Linked DNA regions of Hordeum vulgare: region 2 is linked to region 1. Evidence: chromatin contacts called from public Hi-C data. All regions are on one chromosome and are shown on one strand. Each heading gives the region's core, a stretch centred on a gene start, on an enhancer-like site or on the middle of the called end of the contact. The rest is flanking DNA. Distances are from core to core; before and after follow the strand shown. Region 1 holds the start of LOC123444564 (L-type lectin-domain containing receptor kinase IX.1-like). Region 2 holds the start of LOC123444567 (secretory carrier-associated membrane protein 2).

The links. Hi-C and Micro-C count contacts between places; a contact is called where the count stands out from the background.
Region 2: a contact with region 1 is called in a Hi-C map of leaf, with 5 times the contacts expected there. The contact joins the promoter of LOC123444567 here to the promoter of LOC123444564 in region 1. A contact is called at or near these places in 3 of 6 Hi-C or Micro-C datasets (leaf and seedling) and 1 of 1 datasets of contacts at active chromatin or transcription factors (embryo).

Annotation. Positions count from the first base shown.
Region 1 is chr3H:509,728,060-509,731,824 of MorexV3_pseudomolecules_assembly, forward strand. LOC123444564 (L-type lectin-domain containing receptor kinase IX.1-like) reads left to right here and starts at 1,915. Exons shown (of 1, transcript XM_045121332.1): 1 at 1,915-3,765. The coding sequence starts at 2,017.
Region 2 is chr3H:510,341,778-510,345,996 of MorexV3_pseudomolecules_assembly, forward strand. LOC123444567 (secretory carrier-associated membrane protein 2) reads left to right here and starts at 2,088. Exons shown (of 12, transcript XM_045121337.1): 1 at 2,088-2,336; 2 at 3,097-3,210; 3 at 3,441-3,503; 4 at 4,214-4,219. The coding sequence starts at 2,280. LOC123444565 (katanin p80 WD40 repeat-containing subunit B1 homolog KTN80.2-like) reads left to right here. Exons shown (of 17, transcript XM_045121335.1): 14 at 78-190; 15 at 426-542; 16 at 798-866; 17 at 1,036-1,374. The coding sequence ends at 1,105.

The DNA.
Region 1 (3,765 bases), core at 665-3,164:
CTCCTACAATCCATCGATCCAAGGTCCATAGTTAGGGACCCCCTATAGGCCATACTTCGGCTCCACCCACTTCCCGAATTGTCGTTCCTCTAGTTCGGGGAACGATACAGAAATACTTCATCCATAGATCGAAGTGTGGCTCGCAACCCAGGAACATCTCGCACAAGGCCACAAAGCCTGAGATGTGAAGGATGGAGCGGGGGTGAGATTGTGGAGCTGCAGCCCATAGAACTTCAACAAACCCCTCAAGAAGGGGTGAACGGGGAAGCCCACCCCTCGCAGTAAGAAAGAAACAAAGCAGGCCCTTCCTCCCCTTTGAGAGGAAGGAAAGTTTTCTGCAAAGGCTTCGCCATTGGCAGAGGCCAGTTCGGCGCGAGTGGGCGCGAGGTCCGACAGGGGGAGTTATCCTTGAGTTTCGAGTTCGTGCAAACAAAGAAGGGAAACAAAGCAACTGGCCCAGTCTCCCGGAAGTGGGCCAAGGGGGCGTGAGGAGGAACCTGCCATGACTCTAGAGTGCAGGAAGCCTAGGGTTTTTTGTTGACACTCGGAGGGCGATGGAGCCCTGGAACGGATTTCAATTTGTTTATAAAGGGTGTTACCTCCTTTGGTTATAGGGAGCGGTTCCATCAAGGATAGATAAAAGTACTTGCCTTCATTAAAGCACGTGAAAATTGAGAATTATTATTAATCTTTGTGCAGAATTGAAGGTTGTGGGTCCCGTTATGCTTCGATAACCATGAGTCGTGCAGGGACTAAATCATCATTCCATGATCGGAGGAAATAAGGGAACTCTCCTTGCAAGCCGAACACTCTGGGCGCGAGCATTAGAAGACCCTGCACATCGGCGTTGAAGGCCAGTTCGGGGGCTACTAAGGGAGTCCGGGACTAAGGGGTCCTCGCGTAGTCGGCTCGCTTTGTAGAGGCCAACTTAATGGGCCGTACTAACTAAAGGTCGAATTGTGTGTTCATCTCGTATTCAAGGAAGAAAGCACCAAAGACCGACGTTGTGTCCAAGTAAAGTAAACTAGGTCGGTCCATCCGTCCTGAGATAGAGGTCGGTTGTATGTAACCCTAGATCCCCTAGTGGATGTATAAATCCAGGGGTCCTCATCCATGTGGGGGGAGTTATCTCATCTAGGGTTTAGCTTATACGATCTCGAGGTAGATCAACTCTGTAATTATCGTCCACATAAATATAATCAAGCAGGACGTAGGGTTTTACCTCTTCAAGAGAGCCCGAACCTGGGTAAATATTGTCTTCCTACTTCTCCTGCAATCCATTGATCCAAGGTCCACAGTTCGGAACCCCCTACCCGAGATCTGTCAGTTTTGACACACACAGCAATACCTTCACATGTTGTTGTTCTTGAGGATAAGGTATGCAGCAATGCTATGTTTTATTTCACATGAATCTTTTGATCTTCAATTACCATGTGAAGTGTTGTTATGTTGTCTAAATGATGCATTCATACCAATGCGGTTACTGAAAAGGTGAAGGTTGAGTCATGAGTTGTCCTAGAACATTAACTACTGATGCTACTGATGACAAAGATATAGTCATTGTGTTTTGCAAAAAAAAATGATAATTGATGTTCATATATTATATTCCATGTCGATGGCTTAACCAAGTCTTTTTTCTTCTTCTTCAACACCTTCATCATTTCTCAATTGACGAAGTAACTAATGTAATTATGATGAAATGAACTAAAAACCCATCGAGTTATACATATTCAAATGAAATGCATACAAATAATTATAGTATATATCATAATACCAAAGGTCAAGATGATGTTATTGACAGGGACCAAATATTTATCGATTTTTATACAACAATAGAGACGTATACTACTGTATGATCAGAACAAGAAATTAAAGAAGGCACGGCCATTCTGTAGTAGTAGGATTTATAATCCAGCTCGTGCCTTGTTCATTGGTTTGTCAACCTTGGCCCCACCCCACGCACACTCCCTGTCCTCCAGACCTCCACCAAGGGCAAAGGCTCACCCAACCCACTCCATGGGGATCTCCGTCGCCGTCCCCTCCCTCCTCCTCCTCTCCGCCGCCCTCCTCCTGCCGCCGGCAGCTGCGGGATTCTCCTTCACCTACAACTTCACCGCCGTCTCGGACTCGGCCCCATCGGGCATCTCCTTCCAGGGCGACGCCTTCTTCAACAAGTTCATCCGCCTCACCCGCGACGAGCGCGTCGGGCCCCTCACCAGCAGCGCCGGCCGGGCCTTCTTCTCCCGCCCCATCCCACTCTTTGACCCTGTCTCCCGCCGCCCCGCCTCGTTCGCCTCCGCCTTCTCCTTCTCCATCTCCGCCCCCGAACCCTCCGCCGCCTCCGGCGACGGCCTCGCCTTCTTCCTCTCCCCGTTCCCCTCAGTCCTCCCCAACAGATCCGCTGGCGGCCTTCTCGGGCTCTTCAACTCCTCCGCCCGCAACGGGGGTCGCTCCCTCGTCGCCGTCGAATTCGACACCTACAGGAACGATTGGGATCCCAGCGACGACCACGTCGGCATCGACCTCGGGGGCATCGCCTCCGTGGCCACCGCCGACTGGCCGACCAGCATGAAGGACGGCCGCACGGCGCACGCGCGCGTCGCGTACGACGCTGAGGCCAAGAACCTCACCGTGGCCCTCTCCTACGGCGACGCTCCCCCCACGGACGTCCTTCTGTGGTACGCCGTCGATTTGAGGGAACACCTGCCTGACTCCGTGGCCGTTGGCTTCTCCGCCGCCACTGGCGAGGCCGCCGAGCTGCACAAGGTCCTGTACTGGGATTTCACCTCCAGCGTCGACAGCAAAGAGCAGACGGTGATGCTGTGGGTGATATTGGGATTGTGCGGATTCCTTGTTGTGCTGGTCGGTGCAGGGGTTGTTTGGTTCGTCAAGGAATGGAGGAAGACAGGGGAATGTGTGCCCTATGTCGACATCGACGATGCAATGGGGTACGACGAGCTAACTGACGAGTTCATCGTGCAGAGCGGGCCAAGACGGTTCCGTTATGCTGAATTGGTGGCGGCAACCAACAATTTCTCCGAGCAGAGGAAGCTCGGGCAGGGCGGGTTCGGTGCTGTTTACCGGGGGTTCTTGAAGGAGCTCCGTCAGGAGGTGGCCATCAAGAGGGTCTCCAAGGGGTCGACGCAGGGGCGCAAGGAGTACGCAGCCGAGGTACGCATCATCAGCCAGCTGCGCCACCGGCATTTGGTCCGGCTTGTCGGGTGGTGCCATGAACACCGTGGTGACTTCTTGCTCGTCTATGAGCTCATGCCCAATGGCAGCGTCGACCAGCACCTCTACGGCAAAGGCGTGCACCTCACCTGGCCGACACGGTATGACATTGCACTGGGCCTCGCGTCGGCATTGCTCTACCTCCACGAGGAGTGCCTTCAGTGCATCGTGCACCGCGACATCAAGCCGAGCAATGTGATGCTGGATGCCACCTTCAGTGCCAAGCTCGGCGACTTTGGCCTTGCCAAGCTAGTTGAGCATGGCAGCCAGCCCTACACCACCGTCCTGGCTGGCACGTTAGGCTACTTGGCGCCAGAGTGCCTGACGACAGGCAAGGCAAGCCGGGAATCGGACGTGTACAGCTTCGGCGTCGTGGCACTGGAGATTGCTTGCGGACGACAGCCATCGGAGCCCACGGCGGAGCCGAGCAAGGCAAGGCTGGTGCCGTGGGTGTGGGAGCTTTATGGGAAGAAAGCCCTTCTCGAAGCGGCGGACTGGAGGTTGAAGGGGGAGTTTGACGAGAAGCAGATGGAG
Region 2 (4,219 bases), core at 838-3,337, 610 kb after region 1:
TTTTTCCTCAGATGTATGATGGTTGCACATGATGTTCTGCACATTGTTTTTAGCTAATAATTGTTGAATTCGAACAGGTTCAAGCCGATGTTGTTAGTACTCTCAAGGGAAAACTTGGTCTTTTCAACCTAGATATTTTCTCAAGCCTTCTGCCTGTTCTTGCCGGGTTACTGAACAGCAAGACTGAAAGGTATCATACCTGATAGCAACACGGATGCACATGTACCCATGCATGCCCAAGAGGATGCCAATGCATACCTTGCAAATCTGTACTATTGGAACAGAAGATCATCTTATGTTTTTCAGACCCATATAATTATCCTGCAATATGTGAATGAATGCTTATACTGGCATCCTAGTGTAGGAAAATGATTAGTTTGGCAGTAAGTATCGTCTCTTCTAATTACGTTGCCTCAAATTTGCAGGCACACTATTGTTGCTTTGGAGATGTTATTGGATCTTATAAAGATTTTTGGACCGGTCATTCATTCAACATTGTCAGCTAGTTCACCAGTTGGAGTAGATCTTCAAGCCGAACAGAGGTATGCTCTCCAACTTAAACTCTGGGAAGGGTGCTGGTATTGCTAAGAGAGATGGTGCAAAAACTTGCGTTGCTACAAGCCTGCCAATGAACTCGGTGCGAGGTGGGAAGTTGACCCCGAACATATGTTTTACCGAAACTGTTGCCCTAAATCAATGAACTGCAGCCACCAGTAGCATATTACCCTAGATGGGGCCTTTATATTCTTTATAGATATATAACCAGGACAGTAACCAATTTGTGTGATGCCATGCAGGTTGCAGCGTTGCACCCGGTGTTTTAACCATTTGCAGAAGATTGTGCGAGCTCTACAACCGTTGATGATGTAATAATCCCTTTCTCCCCCTCCATCACTATGCTAGTTGTTTTCATGCATGTTCTTCTACTCCTTTTACGTACCACCGCAACTAGCGAATCGTTACACCATGACGAGCAACAAGCGCGTCTAACGACCTACAACTTTCTTCTTCTGTTGTTCTTGTTGGCTGGCGCAGGCGGAGCGGCCAGTCGGCGCAACTTGCTCAAGAGCTGAACATGTCCTTGCAAGACCTGGTGGTCTTCTGAAGCCCAAGTTGACGCCGTCAGAGTAGATACCATTCTTTTTGCCACAGGAAAATGGAAGCGCCATATGGTGGCGGGGTAGCCTGTTGTTCGTCGTGGTGGTGTGTAATTCTTGTCCCGTGTTTGTACATTTGAGCGAGCGAGAGAGCTTTGGCTGTTCATCAGTCTGTAATTAGCCCCCATTTTACTGCGTGGACAGCCCCGGACCGGACGGACGAGGGAGGTAGTGGAAATGAATGAATGAATGAATGGTAAAACCGCCTGCTAGTTTAGTCTTGTGTCTCATGTCTGGTCTTCTCTTCATGTGGCGTTGGCTCGCTCCACCATCGGCCGTGTGGTGTGGTTCAAGTTTTGAAGACAACCATCTCTCCTCCAGAGGTTGGTACGGTACGGCCGTTTGACCATTCCTTTGTTTAGCATGTCCCCACCAGCTGGTTGCCTAGGACTGCTCGTTTGAACATTGTCCTAGAAAATGTGAACTCATACTTGGCTGCTAAGGAAACAATCTCGTGCAGTCTATGACCAGCTGGCTGCTATTTCCCCCCTCCTTCCTTCAACTCAGCTGTAAAAAATGGGATTTTGTGTAATTAGTATTCCCCCCTAAAAAGTGCAATAAGTTGTTGAATATCAACAGCTTTGTGTAAAAACTAATCACAGAAATCTAGTGTGCCGCGTAAAAGATAATCACTTAAAACAATCTTCCACTGTTGCATAACATTTTTGTCCTTTGTTGATGGCGTTTCCAGGTTAGGCTGCAGTAGCAATGTTGGGTTAGACCCCATCTAATGCTCCCTTTTGTCCCTGAATGCGCCATGTCAGAACAAATCCGTCTTCCTCTTCCATTTCCTTCTACCAGTCCTGCCTGCCCAGCCAGGGCCCACCTGTCGGCCACGAGGCCAGAACGCGCAGAACCGCCCGCAGTCAGATTTGCACGGCGGCAGCAGGGCGGAAGTATAAAATTAAACCCGACTCAACAAATCCACATTCCAAACCCACCGCGTCACGTAAATAACACCGTCTCAGGAAAGCGGAAGTCCAAAGCAGTTGGTCGCTCGCTCGCTCGCTCGCCACCGCCGCGTTGGACTTTTCCCTCGCCGGAGAAACCGCCGCGACCACAGCCGCAACCGCCGCCACCGCTTCCGGAGGAGGAGGAGGAGGACCAGGGAGGGAGGAGGCCATGGCGGGGAGGTACGACCGCAACCCCTTCGACGAGGACGACGTCAACCCCTTCGCGGTGAGTCGCCTACTCGGTTTCTACTACCTTCTAGCCGCCTCGCCGCGCCTCCGCCCGCGCCGCGGTTCGCCCTGTCTACTGCTCCCTGGCTCGCGTAGGTGTCGAATTTGGTCCGGATCGCTGTTGGAGTTGCTTCTTGCGGGTTTCTGCCTATAACCCCTCGTTTCGCCGTTCTGGGTGCTCCGGTGGATCTGGTTGACTCACCGCCTTTAGGAATAGAGGGGGATCGATGGATGGACCCGTTTATACGCGTGCCCTGCTTTGTTGGCCGATCGCGAGCGAGAGGGGCGGCGGGTGCTGCTTTCTTCTGTATTTGTTTTGGGGTTTTTTTCAAGGCAGAAATGGTGCTTAGACACGAAATCGGCACTTGAACTCGGATAATTTTTGTCTAATCACGACGATGCGGTTTACGAGATGTGTAGAGCTTTGGAGGCGGGCGATTTGCTCTTCCAAATTATATGCGGGCATACGACAGAATGGAAAAAATACCTCGTACCTTTTTACTGGCTGAAGATTGTTTTAGTACTGGCGTTCAGTGTGATCAGTGGTAGCCGCGGTTTGGCGTGTGCCTGTGGATCTGCTGCCGCTGAATGTGTTCCATACAATACAAGAGTCGTTATCTATACCAGCAGTTCGGATTGCTGTGCCAACTATCGTTGACAAGGATATCTGATTGTGCATAAGCTTCTATATAAACTGGTTGTTTTTTCTTTTAACTGTTGTTTGGTTAATGATTTTCCGAATGTATGATGTTCTGCAGGGAGGAGGTGTACCCCCTGCTTCTAATTCTCGGATGCCACCTCTTCCTCACGAGCCTGCTGGATTCTATAATGACCGTGCTGCTACCGTGGACATACCTCTTGGTTCATCGAAGGTGCCTGTGCTTCAATTGAGCTTGTCAATTCTGTACTTACTTAGCAAGATGTGCTTTGCCCAATGAATTGAAATGCTAGGCAGAATGCAGAATGCAATTCACCATTGGCCAATGATGAATGGTCACAGTATTCTTTATTAAGATACTGTTGATTTCAAATTTTATTATGGAATTCTTTCACAGCGTGTTGTTGGTTGCTTATGCGGTGCGTATGTTATTTTCAAATGTAGGACTTAAAGCAAAAGGAGAAGGAACTGCAGTCGAAGGAGGCTGACCTTAACAAACGGGAAAGAGTATGCGTCTTTTGCTTGAAACTTGAAATTCCAGCTTTACACTCACATCACATGTTATCCTATATGTCATTTGAGTTATTGATTTGTTCAAACCATTGTTTTGTGAATTCAAAAGTTGTTTCGTAATCATTCAGTGATCAAACCCCCCTATGCGGAAGTAAAATCTTAAGTTCTCCTGGATGAAATTTTGCGAAGCTTCCCAGATACTGACAGCCCATTGTGCTTAGATATGTAGACGGATATAGCCAACAAAACTTTATATGGCCTTGTCTAGAGTTATTGAAGTAGTAACCATGATGCAGTATGGAAACTGGTGAGCTATGGTTGACATGGATTTACCTCAGGCTCTCCTATAACTATTGATCATATCATGGACAGTACTTGCCTCATGCCTAGTGAGCTAAAACCATGGGATCTTTACGCCGACAGCTGGAAACTTATAGCCCTATTAAGGTGAAGGGTGCTTGTGCTTCTGGAAACTGGCTATTGTTATAGCCATCTCTTCATTAACCCAGACAATCAGATAATAAAATTCTTAACATGAATGTACAATATGCTGAATCAAGAATTAGCAGTGGTTTTACGTAATCAGTAAAACCTTTCTAGACAGTGTTCCACACGATTGAAACAGCTCAGATGTGCTCATGAGCATTCACTTGTAATTCTTTCTTTAACTGTTATATCTGATTTTTATATTTTCCTGAAACCAGGAACTT